2 separate regions of the Mus musculus genome follow, and region 2 is linked to region 1. Evidence: chromatin contacts called from public Hi-C data. All regions are on one chromosome and are shown on one strand. The core of a region is the stretch at or near the end of the contact, and the rest is flanking DNA. Distances in the headings are between cores, read along the strand shown.

The links. Hi-C and Micro-C count contacts between places; a contact is called where the count stands out from the background.
Region 2: a contact with region 1 is called in a Hi-C map of cerebral cortex, with 2.0 times the contacts expected there. The contact joins the enhancer-like site here to the promoter of Chrm2 in region 1. A contact is called at or near these places in 2 of 484 Hi-C or Micro-C datasets (cerebral cortex and nephron progenitors) and 3 of 9 other capture datasets (adipose tissue, embryonic stem cells and liver).

What each region holds. Positions count from the first base shown.
Region 1 is chr6:36,384,094-36,390,875 of GRCm38.p6, reverse strand. It overlaps Chrm2 (cholinergic receptor, muscarinic 2, cardiac), which reads right to left and starts at 2,792. Exons shown (of 3, transcript NM_203491.3): 1 at 2,510-2,792; 2 at 2,125-2,272. 9330158H04Rik (RIKEN cDNA 9330158H04 gene) reads left to right here and starts at 2,642. Exons shown (of 6, transcript NR_015589.1): 1 at 2,642-2,720; 2 at 2,920-3,213.
Region 2 is chr6:36,434,043-36,440,824 of GRCm38.p6, reverse strand. The region is part of intron 2 of Chrm2 (cholinergic receptor, muscarinic 2, cardiac); the gene reads right to left. Among named protein-coding and RNA genes, the nearest start is that of Mir490, 16 kb to the right of the region's middle. Within about 2 kb of position 2,359, at least 8 of the 459 cell types and tissues checked have an H3K27ac peak or open chromatin away from gene starts, as enhancers often do. A contact at or near this core is called in cerebral cortex, where this site is marked.

The DNA of each region.
Region 1 (6,782 bases), core at 1,543-4,042:
GCTGATTCTTTGCGCAAAGAACTTTGAATCCAGGAATATGCCAATTACAAGAAATAGAAAGAAAGTGAAGGCCCACTCCGGTCCTCAGCCATCAGACTACCCTGCACAGCTTGGAAAAAAAGATGCAGCTAGTTGGACTGGGGGCAAGATACCCAGTGTTGGGATGGGAAAATCGCGTCACACAGCGCCTCAGGAATGCTCACCCCTTTGAACTGCCCCAGCACAATCTCTCCACCTCACTTCTACTTCAAATTTCCAATTCTGCCAGATTGTCCTGAGGTTTCTCCAGGGAGTACGAGCAGCTCCCCTCTCCATTCAACCGGGTTGAGGCAGAAGCCTTAGCCAAGATGACCAAGGCTGCAGATGCTTGGGGAATGCCCAAAGGTGGCCAAGCACTGGAGCGCTAGTGCTTGTATGGAAGAGCTTTGAGATGTGTGTTTGTGCTGCTGGCTGCTTATGCTGGAGGGACTGAACATCCTAAGATTTCCATATAACAACTGCCACCCAGTGTAAAGGAAAGAACGAGAGAAGCAAAACCAGACCAAGAAAGAAAGAAAGAAAGAAAGAAAGAAAGAAAGAAAGAAAGAAAGAAAGAAAGAAGAAAGAAAGAAAGAAAGAAAGAAAGAAAGAAAGAAAGAAAGAAAGAAAGAAAGAAAGGAAAGGGTAGAGATGAATATAAGGTCAGAGTGGGAGATTCTGGACCTGGAGCAAGGGGCAAGGGTCTTCCTGTGGTGGGAAGCTTTGGAGCGTGGGGTTGCAGGAACAGGCTCATAGGGACCCCGAAGTGACACAAGAATATGAAAGGGCAGCTTGGGTGATGTGTCAGCAAGCAATTTTACTTGCCTTCCGTGTTTACTTCCATTTCTCTGCCCTCCTCCCAGCTCTTGGCAGCGAGTACTTCTCTCCATGGACATTTGCACACAAGCTCCCGAGTCTGCATCACATAAAGGGACTGAAAGACCGGTCGACCCTCCCTTGCACTATTTGGAGGCCCAGGAGAGCCGTAAGGGCACAGAAGGACCAGAGATAGAAACGAGGATGTATATATTGTAGAAGAACAGAGGCAGAGTACCCCCCTGCCCCCACAGATGTCAATTTGGGTGAATTCTTACCCTGGAGCGCTCTGCAAAGCAAGTCTCCCTGCTTGCTAGGCTTCTGACACTCCAGGGACATGGAAGGGTGGAGCGCACAGGTGGAATTTCTGTATTTTCTATCTGCAACCAGGTTTGGACCGCACCTCACTCGCTCCCAGAGCCACAAGTTAGAGATGATAGCCTAGCTCCTCAGGTGCCAACAGTAAAGGTCATTTGCGCTATTCTCTATCTAAGACCCGCAGAGTGGTCCAGTACCCACCATGAGTTGGGAGACCAAGCTCCTGCAGCGTCTGAGACTTCATCAGCTCTGGACTGGGGTCCCTTTCCTCAGCCACAGTGGACAATCAACCTTGCGCGCGCCAGCGGAGGAAAATAGGCTTGCAGAGGACTCCCTTCTCTCTCCTCCTGGAAACCTTCCCCAACCTTGTTCCCCTGCCAAGGTCCGGGAACAACAGCACTAAACCTGTCGTCCTCACCAGAAGGCTCTCTCCCAAGGCGGAGTCAGGGGACAGCGTGGAGTGGTGGCGAGAGGGGCCTCCACCCTAAATGCAATGTGCCCAGACCCTAGGGTATAAGGGGAGCTTAAGGGGGATGGGTGAGCGGCAGGAGAGACTGAGCTCTACTTGCCTTTCCCACGGCAGCATCTGGAGTTGGGGGGCGGGGGGATGAAGAGGACCAGAGTGTGGTAGCGAGGGTGAGGGGGTGCCAAGCTCAAAGACAGCCATACTGGAGTATCGGCGCTCACAGGCTGCTTTTTGCCACATTCCACTGGACTTAGCTATCCCAATGGTTTCCCCCGCCCCAGCTTTGAAACCCCTCCTTCTTTCAGACCCGCCAAGGTACGTGTCCTCTCCAGCAAGCCCCAGATGCCAAAGTTTCCATTGGAAAACCTGCACGTGTCAGGGACCACCAAACAATTCTTGCAAACCCAGACCCTCTGCGGCCAGGGTCGGGTGATGGGGAGGAGCTGCGAGGTACCAGGGCCCTTGATATGGACAATTAGAGAACCATGGTATAGCAGAGTCTTTACCTGTCACTGACTTAGTCGCCCGGGGCTGCGATCTGGTGGAGTCTGGCTGGAGCGAGGAGCCTTTGGCGGGCTCAGGTTGGACCGGTTTGGGAGCGAGCGGCACAGCTCGGAGTCCTCAGCTGGTTGCCCGCTTGCCTTCTCCCTGGATCTTGCGAGAGAAAAGCGAAAGATTAGTTGTCGCCACCGCACTTAGACGGGTGGGGCAAGGGAGGCGGGGAGACTGCGGACCCCAAGGCTCAGAGAAGGCTGCGGGGCATTTCACATGGGTCGTATCACTCGGCTAATCTGGGACCCCAATTAGACAATTCGGACTGGAGTTAAATTACATCTGTCTGCCGCCTTGAGCATCACACCCCCAAAACACAGGCAAATAAGACTTTCAAACCTGGCTTTCAGGAAGATGACAGTTAACACCGAAACAGAAAGGAGACCTGGGTGTGGAGAAGAGCTGGGCGGGCTTCATTTCTTCACCCTAGTGCCGGGGAAGTAGTAATTAGTGTCTGGGAGCTGCGCTCCTCCACTTCTCCCAGTGCCTCTGGCGATTTCCAAGTGGGATCTGCGACTTCAGGGCTCTGGCCAAGCCCGCAGGCTGGCGTGTGCGTGTGTGCGTGTGTGCGAATGAGTGTGTCTGTGCCCCCGCGTGCCTGCTCCCGGGAACTGGTCTCCTCGCCCTCACCCGCTGTGTGTAGCAGCAGAGCGAGAGTGGTGCCTCTATTTGTGCGTTTGTGTTCGATTAGCTGCAATGGGCGGACAGTTTCTGGAGAGAGCATTTACAATTTTCTTTCGTTCTGACAGGATTAGTTGCCGTTGAAGGGGGCTCCGCCAATGAAATCTTCTCTGCGCTCTGATTTGGCGGTTCTTCGGTGCAAATATGACAGCTTTCTCTCTCAGCTCTTTTCTGCATCTCTCCATGTCCGACCCCGGAGCCCAGTTCTCGGTCTGCAATTTCTACACCACAACCTTTGCAATCACCACCACCACCACCCCTAGGTCCCATGTCAGCAGGTGCCAGGTTGCTACAAAGGTGACAGGGCACATTGGGAAGAAGGCTTGTTGATTGCAGAAGATACTTATGCCCCGTGTTTCCAGGTGGGGAAATGTTAGAATAAATGTACTTTGTACTAAATATATAGTCATGGAGAATTGTTCAGATTGTTTATTTCTTTCTTTGATGCTAACTAATGTATTAGAAAGAAACAGATATTTATCTGTCTTTGCTGTTTTTTTTTCTTTCTTCCCAAACAGGTCGATGCCTGTGTGTTCCATCAGTTAATGGGGAGTAGTAGTTAAGAGAGTGTACTAGTGAGGTGTTGGTGAGGTGGGATTTTGCTGTCTATCGAGGAAAATAAAAGATGTGAACTTCCTGTGTTCAGAGCATGGACTAATTTTTGCCTTCATTTATTTTAATGAGAAATTCTTTCCCAGATTTATACCCATTGTTTGAAAGTATGGAACTTATTTGATAATATCATAATGTGATTATTCTAAGGTGTCGTTGAGGACAATTGCTCTTGATGATGTATATTGTATCTGATGACATAAATATGTGCTACCGAATGAGGCTTTCATTGCCAAATAGAATTAAAGAAGGAGTCATTGGAACCTTAAACTAAGTAACAAAGAACAGGACCTATCTCTTTTTTGATCGCAGAGACAGAGAAATTGCTATTTATTATGCTCAATGGAATTCAGCTCAGTTCGTGTTGCCCTGTCCTTGGCTGGGTGTTAAAGAGCACACAGAATAATGAAACCACGGTTCCTTTTCTTTCTGAGTTTCTCATCTTTGAGAATAAATACCCACATGAAGCTCTTGTAGAGAGGCTGACCATCAACACTATAAATTATACACTAATATAAATTCATTGGTGAATGAAAATCCTACAGCTATGCCTAAGTAGGACTGACACAGATTCAATTTTGCTGGATAAAAGCCATCCTGGTGTAAAGGATGGTAAGGGTATGTCGTTGCCCTCTGAGTCCCACGCAGGCATTTTAGTCTTGTTTGAGAAAGGCAGTTCTGAACATTATCGCCCTCAATCTACCCCAGAACTAGGTTTCAGTCAGTAAGCAGCTGATTCTTATTTTCATTTTCCCCCCTTCTCTGTTGGGTACTACAGAACGTAAGTTCACAAACATTCTATCTGCTCCTATCTCTAAGACGCCTTCAGAAATTCACATTGTCATAACATGCCTGAGGTTTTTGTGAATGCACTTGTGCATGCTTGCATGGTTGTGCACACACACTCACACACACACACACACACACACACACACACACACACACACACACACTGAAACTGAACAACAACAAAAAGAAGAAGAAGCTCCTGACAAGCAACAAAGAAAACCCAAGCATTTAGTAACCTGGACTCTGGTTCTGTTTTTGCTTCCCATTATGACTCTGTTCTTCCTAAAAGGAGCTACCTATTTTAAACTGGGAAGTAAGTAAATAGCCAGCAAAGGCTCACAACCATCAGGATTTTCCTAGGAGCTAGAAACAGAAGTGACACTCTCAGCAAGCAAGCCTCAAAAGTGCCCACTTTCTTACGTCATTACCCAGAACAACTTTATCTTTTATCATGAAGGCTTGTTGTATCTTGGCCACTCACTGTCGGTGAAGTGAAGAAATTATTTAACTACTCTGAATGTCAACTTTTTAGTCTATAAAATGGATATGTTTTAGATTTGTTAGATAGAACAGTAGAGTCAATTGCTGCAAAGTTCTCAGCAGATTTATTTGTTTGTTTGTTTGTTTGTTTGTTTGTTTGTTTTGGGCACATGGCAATTTAGCTATGGCTGCAGGTTGTCAGCTCAGATTTAAGGATTCAGATTCCTGGGTCATTCATGCCTGTGACCTCTTTGAAAGTGTTTACCAGGGAGCATTGCAGGCAAAACACGAAGGACGCTACCCACCAGAGGGATGCGAGATGCATGTTAAACATAGTCCATCATCACACTGACTCCAGGGAGCCTCAGTCTTTCCCCTTTCTAGTTTCTTTCTGTACAGGAAATGGTCGTGAGTTTTCTGAGCATTTTATTTTCATCTCTTAAACAAGTTCACTTTCTGAGATAAAAGAGTGTTCCTTCACCCCAGGAATATAGTGTTTGCATTTATTAGTAACTCTTGGTGTGGAACATTTTCAAAAGTGCTTTTTAAAGACTTTGTAGAATGCATCTGTGGGTTTCCCTTTATCTGCATGACTATTTTCCACCTCAAAGCACTCTAATAAATTAGTAATTTCCACTTGTGAAGCCAAACTTCATTACCTACCTCCTTATAATGCTAGTTTTAGGCATGTGATGAGGAGAGCCAATGCCCCCAGGGCATGACTTTGAGTCTTCTGCAAAGTTCACTTTTTAGCAAGACTAGAAACAAGGTCACCAGTAATCAAAGAAGAAGGGATCTGGTTGGCTCTCAGTCCTGGAGACGTGGCACGCATTTTACTGCACCATGTTGATTTCAGTGCAAGAGGAAGGAGGTTTCAGTAGTTATATGTACGGATCACTACTCTCTCATTGTAAGTGGATTTAGGGTGAGTTGAACTCTGGTGGTTTCCCACCAGGTCTGGCAGCCATACATTTGCCCCCTCCCACTTTTTCTATTTTTAAGGACCTGAAAAAAAATACAGGGGAAGTCTTGGCTTATGGAAGGAAAATGAACTAGAGTAGATCTTATTGCCCTCAGTCTCCCACCCATAAAACTGTTCCAAGTGGTACAGAGAGGCAAGCACGAGGCTTAGGAGCTCGGGGTAGGGGGAAGCAGCTTGATACCTCATATGTACACCTATGGAACTTTTATTTTTCTGTGATTCAGTTTGGAATATAACATTCATGGGTTCAAAGTGGGTCTTCCAGTGACAGTCACTTGGAATGGGCTTTTCAGTAATTCTGTTGTTTTAAAAATCTCAATAACAGCCCCACAATAGGCATGCCATTCTTCTTAGAGTTATTTATTTTCCCTACAAACACTCCCAGAGGGTAATTTAAAAGCTTCTATTCTTCAGCTAGAAAAGATGATGTCCTTTTGTCATAGAAAAATCCTAAGCCTTTCTTTTGCATACCCTGCAGCAGAAGTTTTCATACACAAATGGGACTGATTCTGAGTGACAGTGTTTAGTGACAGAATGACAAACAATGCTCTGTTACTTGTCCCCCCTTTTCCTGGAAGTTTGGCATCACAGATGTTTTAAACTCATCCTGTCTTAGCCTTGATAGTGTTATCCAAAGCCTAAAAAGCATTTACTGCTGCTGAGTCTGAGATATTTAAAATACAGAGGTCTGTTCTAAATGGGGAATATTAAGAAGGAAGAAATGGTGGTGGGGGAGGGGCCTCATGGTGCAAAATGTTAAGCAGCCGCTGATAAACCAGTGTTGAGTACACAGAGGGAAACAGACAGGTGGGATGCTGGGTTGCTCAGAGGAGCATTTAGTCTGTATTCATTCCTCCCACCAGGAGGCAGAGCTGAAGACCCACACAGGGACAGGGGCTGAGGAGTCCCAAATGTGTCCATTTCAAGTGTATCTTTTCCACAAACAATTTTCTTTTTCTTACTGGATATTTTCTTTATTTACATTTCAAATATTATTCTCTTTCCCGGTTTCCCCTCCGGAAACTCTCTATCCCATCCCCACTCCTCCTGCTTCTATGAGGTTGACAA
Region 2 (6,782 bases), core at 1,110-3,609, 50 kb before region 1:
AAGGCAGAGAAAAAGCCATATACTGGCTTGAGGGTGTTCATTTGACCAGCAACCTGATATCTAACACAATAGAACCAACACAGATGTAGCCTTCATCAGTAGAAATGAGCTCAAATAAGAATTCTTATCACAGTTGCGAATGGGTAGATCATATCCTGAGTGTTACAGTCATTCAAACTGATAACATATCCTTTTAGAAAAAGGATATTAACAAATTGGTTTGTATTAGGTACTTGAAAGAAGAAATCCTGTTTTGCATATTGTTATCTCTTACAAAACACATGGTCTACACATAATAAAAGCTTGCAGAATGAAGCAGTGAAAGAGGGATGATAACACTATGGAACAGTAAGCAAAGGTTTGGAAAATAATAAGTGAAACATTTTTTTTTTCTGAAATCATCTGTATTACTCCAGTATAGCCATGAGAAACTGACAGATGATTTTGTTATGTTTAGTGTGTGTGTGTGTGTGTGTATGTGTGTGTGTGTGTGTGTGTGTGTGTGTGTGTGTGTGTGTGTCATGGAATGCCTGTAGAGGCCAGAGGACAATCTGTGGGACTTCATTTTTTCCTTTTACTCTATGGGTCTTGAGGATGGATTTCTGGCCATTAGCCTTGGCAGGTGCCTTTGTCTTCTGAGACATCTTGCTGGCCCCAAATGATGGACATTGTGACAATGAAACTTAATCTCACCATCAACAGAATTGTACAACGGTTATTCTGTTGTGTGTAGGGTAGAGTATGGGTAGTGATGAAGCTATATAGAAATATGTTTGGCACAAGGTAAAAGCCTGCTTGTCAGAGCTGGAAGAAGAGACTGCAGTTGACATGTTATATGGGAGTCGGCAGCAAATAAATATTTGTCATTCCCTGTCTGAATCATCTAGGACATTATGATAATTGACCCTAAAGCATGAAAGTAACTGTAAACCTAAAACCTCGTGCTAAACTACCAATGGCATGGGATTTCATAGGATCTTAGAAGTAACATATGCAACACACACACACACACACACACACACACACACACACACACACACACAAGCTGATCTTTCCCCTAGGAACTTTGTATTTTGCTGAGCAGATAGGAAGTTTCTTACCATGTGCTTATCTTCAGATGAGAATTAAACAATGTAGTTTCTTGCAATAAATAGTGTATTGGGGAGGGGGTAAAAATATAAAGGTAAATTTAAGCAGTGATGGAATTTAGCTGGGATACAGGATGTGTGCAAAAGCTAATTGAAACACAGGTGCCAAATTCTGCTTGGTGTCTTCACATTCCCTATCACAATGCCTGTCCTTTTATGTTAGCTACATACCCATAACCCTGTCTGAGAATTCAACCGTCTCTAAACAGCTGCTTAGTTCTCAGCAATTTCTCAGTTGCTTGCTGAACATACCGTTTCACAGTTGAGTCACCCCACAAATGTATATAGAGTAAGAAGGGAGATGTATTCCTGGAAGAGTGGAAGAGTTAGTTCCATGCTGTGTTCTTTTGGTCACAAGAACTCAAAATCTATCTCAGAGCTTTTACATTTAGTGTTCAGTGTAAGAAATAATTATTTATGTACCATTTCTAATTTCCTTGGCTATCTGTGATTTTAGCACTTATAAGAAGCAATAGTACATCTACTTTTATCTATATATCTGACAACCACATTGGAAGTATCACTACAAGAAAGTTAATTTCATAAAAGATACCATCACATTTGCAATCATGATCTGAGAACTTTCTGCTCTACTAGATCCATCACATTGCATTGTAATAACATTCCTTTAAGAGGTGGATGATAGTTTGATGACAGTTGGCATATGATAGCTCATCTAATAACAGCTGTGCTCCAAAAATATTCCTACAACTCCTATTCAATAAGTAAATACATTGAGACTTAAAGGAATCTAAATGCATATGGTAGAGTCACTTTCTCTCAACCTTTTGTAAAAATTATTTACCTCTAAGAAAATGCAAGTCTTGTATCAGTTTATGCAACAGTATAAAAAAACAAGGAACAAAGCCAGCAACAGTTTAACATGCAGAAACTTTGGTAATGAAATCAAGAATGTCAGTGAAACTTTCTAATTGCTGCCTGTTTGTTAGGAAGGAGTCAGGCAGGAGTTGCTTCCCAGGGGAATCCATTCAATTCAACCATTACAAAATCGACTGTTCATATCCAGACTGGTTGGGAGGAACAGGAGAGCACCTATACAGAAGAAAGGCAGAATAGGGTGGAGATAGTGTTTGTAGAAGGCAGAGAACCCGAAGCTGTATATAGAAAATATGTGCAGATGCCCACAGTGAGGAAAGACAGAAACTGGGGTAATGTTCTGTGGCAGAAGAGGGTTATATAAAAGAGTTTGGCTTTCTTTTTTTTTTTTTTTCTCCCTAAGAAGTACAAGAAGAACATCTTAACTTGTGCACAGCTTTTCACTTCTAAGATTCCATGCTATACTGGGCAGAAATGAACAGGTCCAAAGGGATGCAACCTGACATGTGTGTGTGTGTGTGTGTGTGTGTGTGTGTGGTGTGTGTGTGTGGGTGTGTGTGTTGTGAAGAGAGATGTAGGGAAAAGAGGTATGTGACTCAACTAAAGCAGTAGCTGTGCAAATGTGGAGGGATTTTGAGAAATGTTAATGAGGTAGCGTCGACAGGATTTCTGGGTTACACGAAGGAAGCAGAGCGTAGGTGGTGGTGTGGGTGGGGGCAAGGTTGCTGCTTCAGCAAATGAGCTTTGGGAAAGAACAAATCCTAGTGCTGACTAAGGAGAGTCTCTCAGGGGGTGCTTGAGGCTGGGTGCCATGACTCGGAACACTTATGCTTTGTATGGATGAGACGTTTCTCCAGCACCACCTATGTGGTGTAGGCAAAGCTATCTCCCTACAGTCATTAGAAGGAGATGGGAAACTGATTTGAAGTAATGAAGAGAATGGTTTGTTGAGTTCTAGCATTTAAACCCAGGAGAGAAGGAAGAGAAGAAGAGAGAAGCTGCTAAGACAGTAATGAAGGTGGTGGCAGTGAAGGTCCGTGCACTATTGAAGGATGCAGACAATTGGACACGAGAGAGAAGAGTGGGGGAGTCCGAGCAGGAGAGGCAACATTTTAATTCAGGCTTTCAAGAAGCTTTGGAGCTATGACTGGTGATAACAATTCACCCAGATTTGGAAGTCTAAAGTGAAACAAAGACAAACATCATAGACAAGGAAGAGCAGAGACTGAGTGGCTGAAGTACTAGGACAGAAGACATGAAAGCCACCTAAGATGCTGGGAAGACTCACAATTCAGATTTGGAGGGCACAGCAGCCACAGAAGTCAATGGAGGGAGCAGGATGCCATGGAGCCTGGCAGGTGAGAGGCTCTTCACCATTGGGTAAGAAACAAGAAGCATCTTCTGGGAAGGTGCAGAATTCTACCACCTGCTTCTCAAACGGGAGGTTCCTGGGCAGATTTCACTTGAGATCACTGTGTGGAAAGTGGTACCCAGGAGAAAGTGAGGAGATAGATAAGATTGAGAAGGACAGGGAGACCCAGGTGAAGATCTGAAAACTGTCACCCTTGGGAAGAAAAAATATACTGCTGGCAGAAACTAAATGTGATGAATGGTGATGGGAAGTCTAGACATGAATGGGTTGGTTGAAGACTTTAAAGAGGAAATGCTGAGCTTCAGTGAATGGAGAGTACAAACTAAATTGAATCAATACAGTTTTTCCAGAGTCGACTTTTTCCAGAGTCGACTTTAAACGAATAATGATAGAATCTAAGGTGTGAATGATTCAGAGTAGGTATAACCACTTCCCCCCAAAGATAGAATACAAATCTAGCTTGGGTACTGAGAGAGGTGACAGTGCAGAACACAAGAGAAAACAGAATTTGGAGCAGCGCCTCCCTTCTCCCAGAGTTGTTTAAAGGCAGTTTCTAAATGCTACAGAGGATTTCCCATGTGACCAGGGCACACATACAATGAGAGCATATGTGCTGCTCCTCTCATCATGGTGACCAGGAACACACTGTGTGTTCAATCTCAGCAGTTGAATGAGCTCTCTTTTTAGACTAAGACATGAGCCGTGTGAAACACGAATGGGCGACTCTCCAGCCACTGGACTGTGATCCTCAGATCCCCCATGCCTGCAAGGTGAAGAATCTGCAAGTGGAAGGTGCCCTTATATTAACCGAAAGGATGTCCAGGGGGTTGTTAGTAAGAACTGGTGAGACATTGACAAAAAGAAGTGACGAAGAGGAAATAAAGCACAGAAAAAAGAGTTTGAAAATATATAACCATGGGAATTGCTGACATACACTGTCTCTGTCCACTGGAAACCTGAGCAATATGCTGGCAGCACATAGGAGACAATGTAAACTTCAGTTCTTGGGAAACTGATTAATGTAGAAATGTTGACTAGTAGACAAAGAGATAATCTGAAGATTGATATAAGCCACATGGGGCCAAAGGGCAAAGACAATCCACTGAGTCCTTAAGTTTATCACATGTGAGATGCAGATCATGCATTCTGGTTCTGCCAACCTTATTAGGTCAGACTTAAACAGACTTTAGAACTTACCCTATTGTTCATAAGTTATTGTGAAGGAAGGAAGGTTCTGAATGGAGAGATTCAATGGGATTTAAAAACAGAGAAACAAACACTAGTGGGCCAAGAAGATGACCCATGTGTACTTGCTGCACGAACATAAGGATCTGAATTTGGATCCTCAGAAACACTAAAAAGCCAGACATGACAGGGCACTCATGTAATCTCAGAACTATGGGGTATAGACACGATGGTTCTTAACTTCTCCACCTAGGTAGTTTATCCCAAATGGCAATCAGGAGGTTCAATGAAAGACCGTCTCAAATTAAAAAGTAAAGAAGCAACTAAGATATCCCAACATTAATTTCTGGTCTGGCCAGTTAAATGTGTTCAAGTATACCACCACAAACAGGCACCCCTAATCACCACACACTAATTAATGGGCCAGTTAAAGCCTAAAATATATCCTTTCCTGAGATAGTCTTGAATTTTAGAAAACATCCCTGTTCTGACTCGTGACCGTCATTTAATGTTTCCAACGGAACATTTGACTGCCTGAAAATCTACAAGCATCTACCATGTTCTTTATTCAACCTACAAATCAGTCTACAGCTGTAATAGTTTATTAACATAGAGAAAAGTTGCAGGAGGCACTACAGTTTACTTCTCAGGACGCTTTTATACTTATGACCTTGTGACACCTCAGCAACCATTCTTTCTTTTCAGAAGCCAAAGATGTGCTTCCATAATGTTCTAACTGATAAGAAACAAAGAGACACAGTATTTGTTCTTCCATGATTTTCTCACGTTAGACCATAGGAAAAGATAAGCAAAGTAAGGCTAGAGTGACTAAGGATGAGCAGAGCAGCAATCTGACATTTACAGAGGGGGAACACAGCGGGGAAAGATATATGAGGATTAGAAAGCACAGAGGTAACAGCTGTATCCATCGAACAGAGGGACAGGGCAGGGAATAACCAAGGAAAATTAGCAGGGTGAACAAGATTGAGTGGCATGTAGATGCCACCACAGTTTCTTGTTAAGCTTATAGTGTATCTATTCTCCCCTAAAACGGAGTGAGAGCTGGTAAATCAGTAAATCAGGCACAGTGGCACAGGCCTGAAATCCCAGCACTCGGCAGAAGGATCCACAGTCTATCATCCTCAGCAACATAGCAAAGCTCCAGGTCAGACTGAGCTACAAAACTAAGATTACAACAACAAGAAGAAAGTGAAAGCAAAGAAAGTGATGTGCTAGGACATCAATGGAAGGCCGGGGTAGCAGGAGCCCCCCAGACAAAGTGGACAAAACAAATAATCGACCAACAGACCAACAGCAACAGAACCATTGGAAAAGGTAATTGTTTCAGACAACTTTTGAAAGTAAAGTCAAAGCCAGGATGAATCTGGAGTTGATAAATAACACATATGCAGGCATACATTCAGTCTTCCAAGGTGAGAGGAGTAATAGCTGAGAGGGGAGAGGGGTAGAGGGAGAGAGGGGAAAGGAGGACTGAATGAGGCAGGGTGATGGAATCATAGACCGAGAGAGGAAAACAAGCATTAAATTGACAGTCTCTCCTGATCCTGAATTGTAAAAGAAATTAACCTTTAGTATATTTATATCAATACCACATCACACATTCTCAAACAGACAGACAATCAGGCAGGCAGGTAGGCAGGCAGGCACATATGCATGCACACTAGTACACACCCACATCACATTTACATAGTAAATAGCACTTTTAATGACTGCTTATAAACACACACACACACACACACACACACACACACACACACACACACTTTACCCTGTAATATTAAAAGTGTAAAAATGGTAAAGCATGAACATTTAAGAAAAAATAAGCTAATTAAGTAAAACCATCATAAATGTACTTTAAAGTAGAATGTGGAAATTAAAAAAAAAAACAAAACAGAAAAATATTGTGAGAACACAACATGTAGCAAAATCCAGAGTAAGAAAAAAATTAAAAGTAAATCTTTAACTGAACCGATATGTAATGTATCCCCAGAGTCCATATCATGAGGTTATCTTATGATAAGATGAGATCCTTTAATACCTAAAGAGAAATAATCTCTTAAAAAGGCCAAGCTGGAACTTTGAAGACTGACTATTTTTCTGGAGAGATAGTCTCCATGAGAACAGGAGATAGAAACTGCTCCATTAGGGCCAGGATCCCAAAGCAGCTGATCAGAGGATGTCCTTGGGAGAGGTCAAAAGTGCTAGAGAGAATTCTGGCC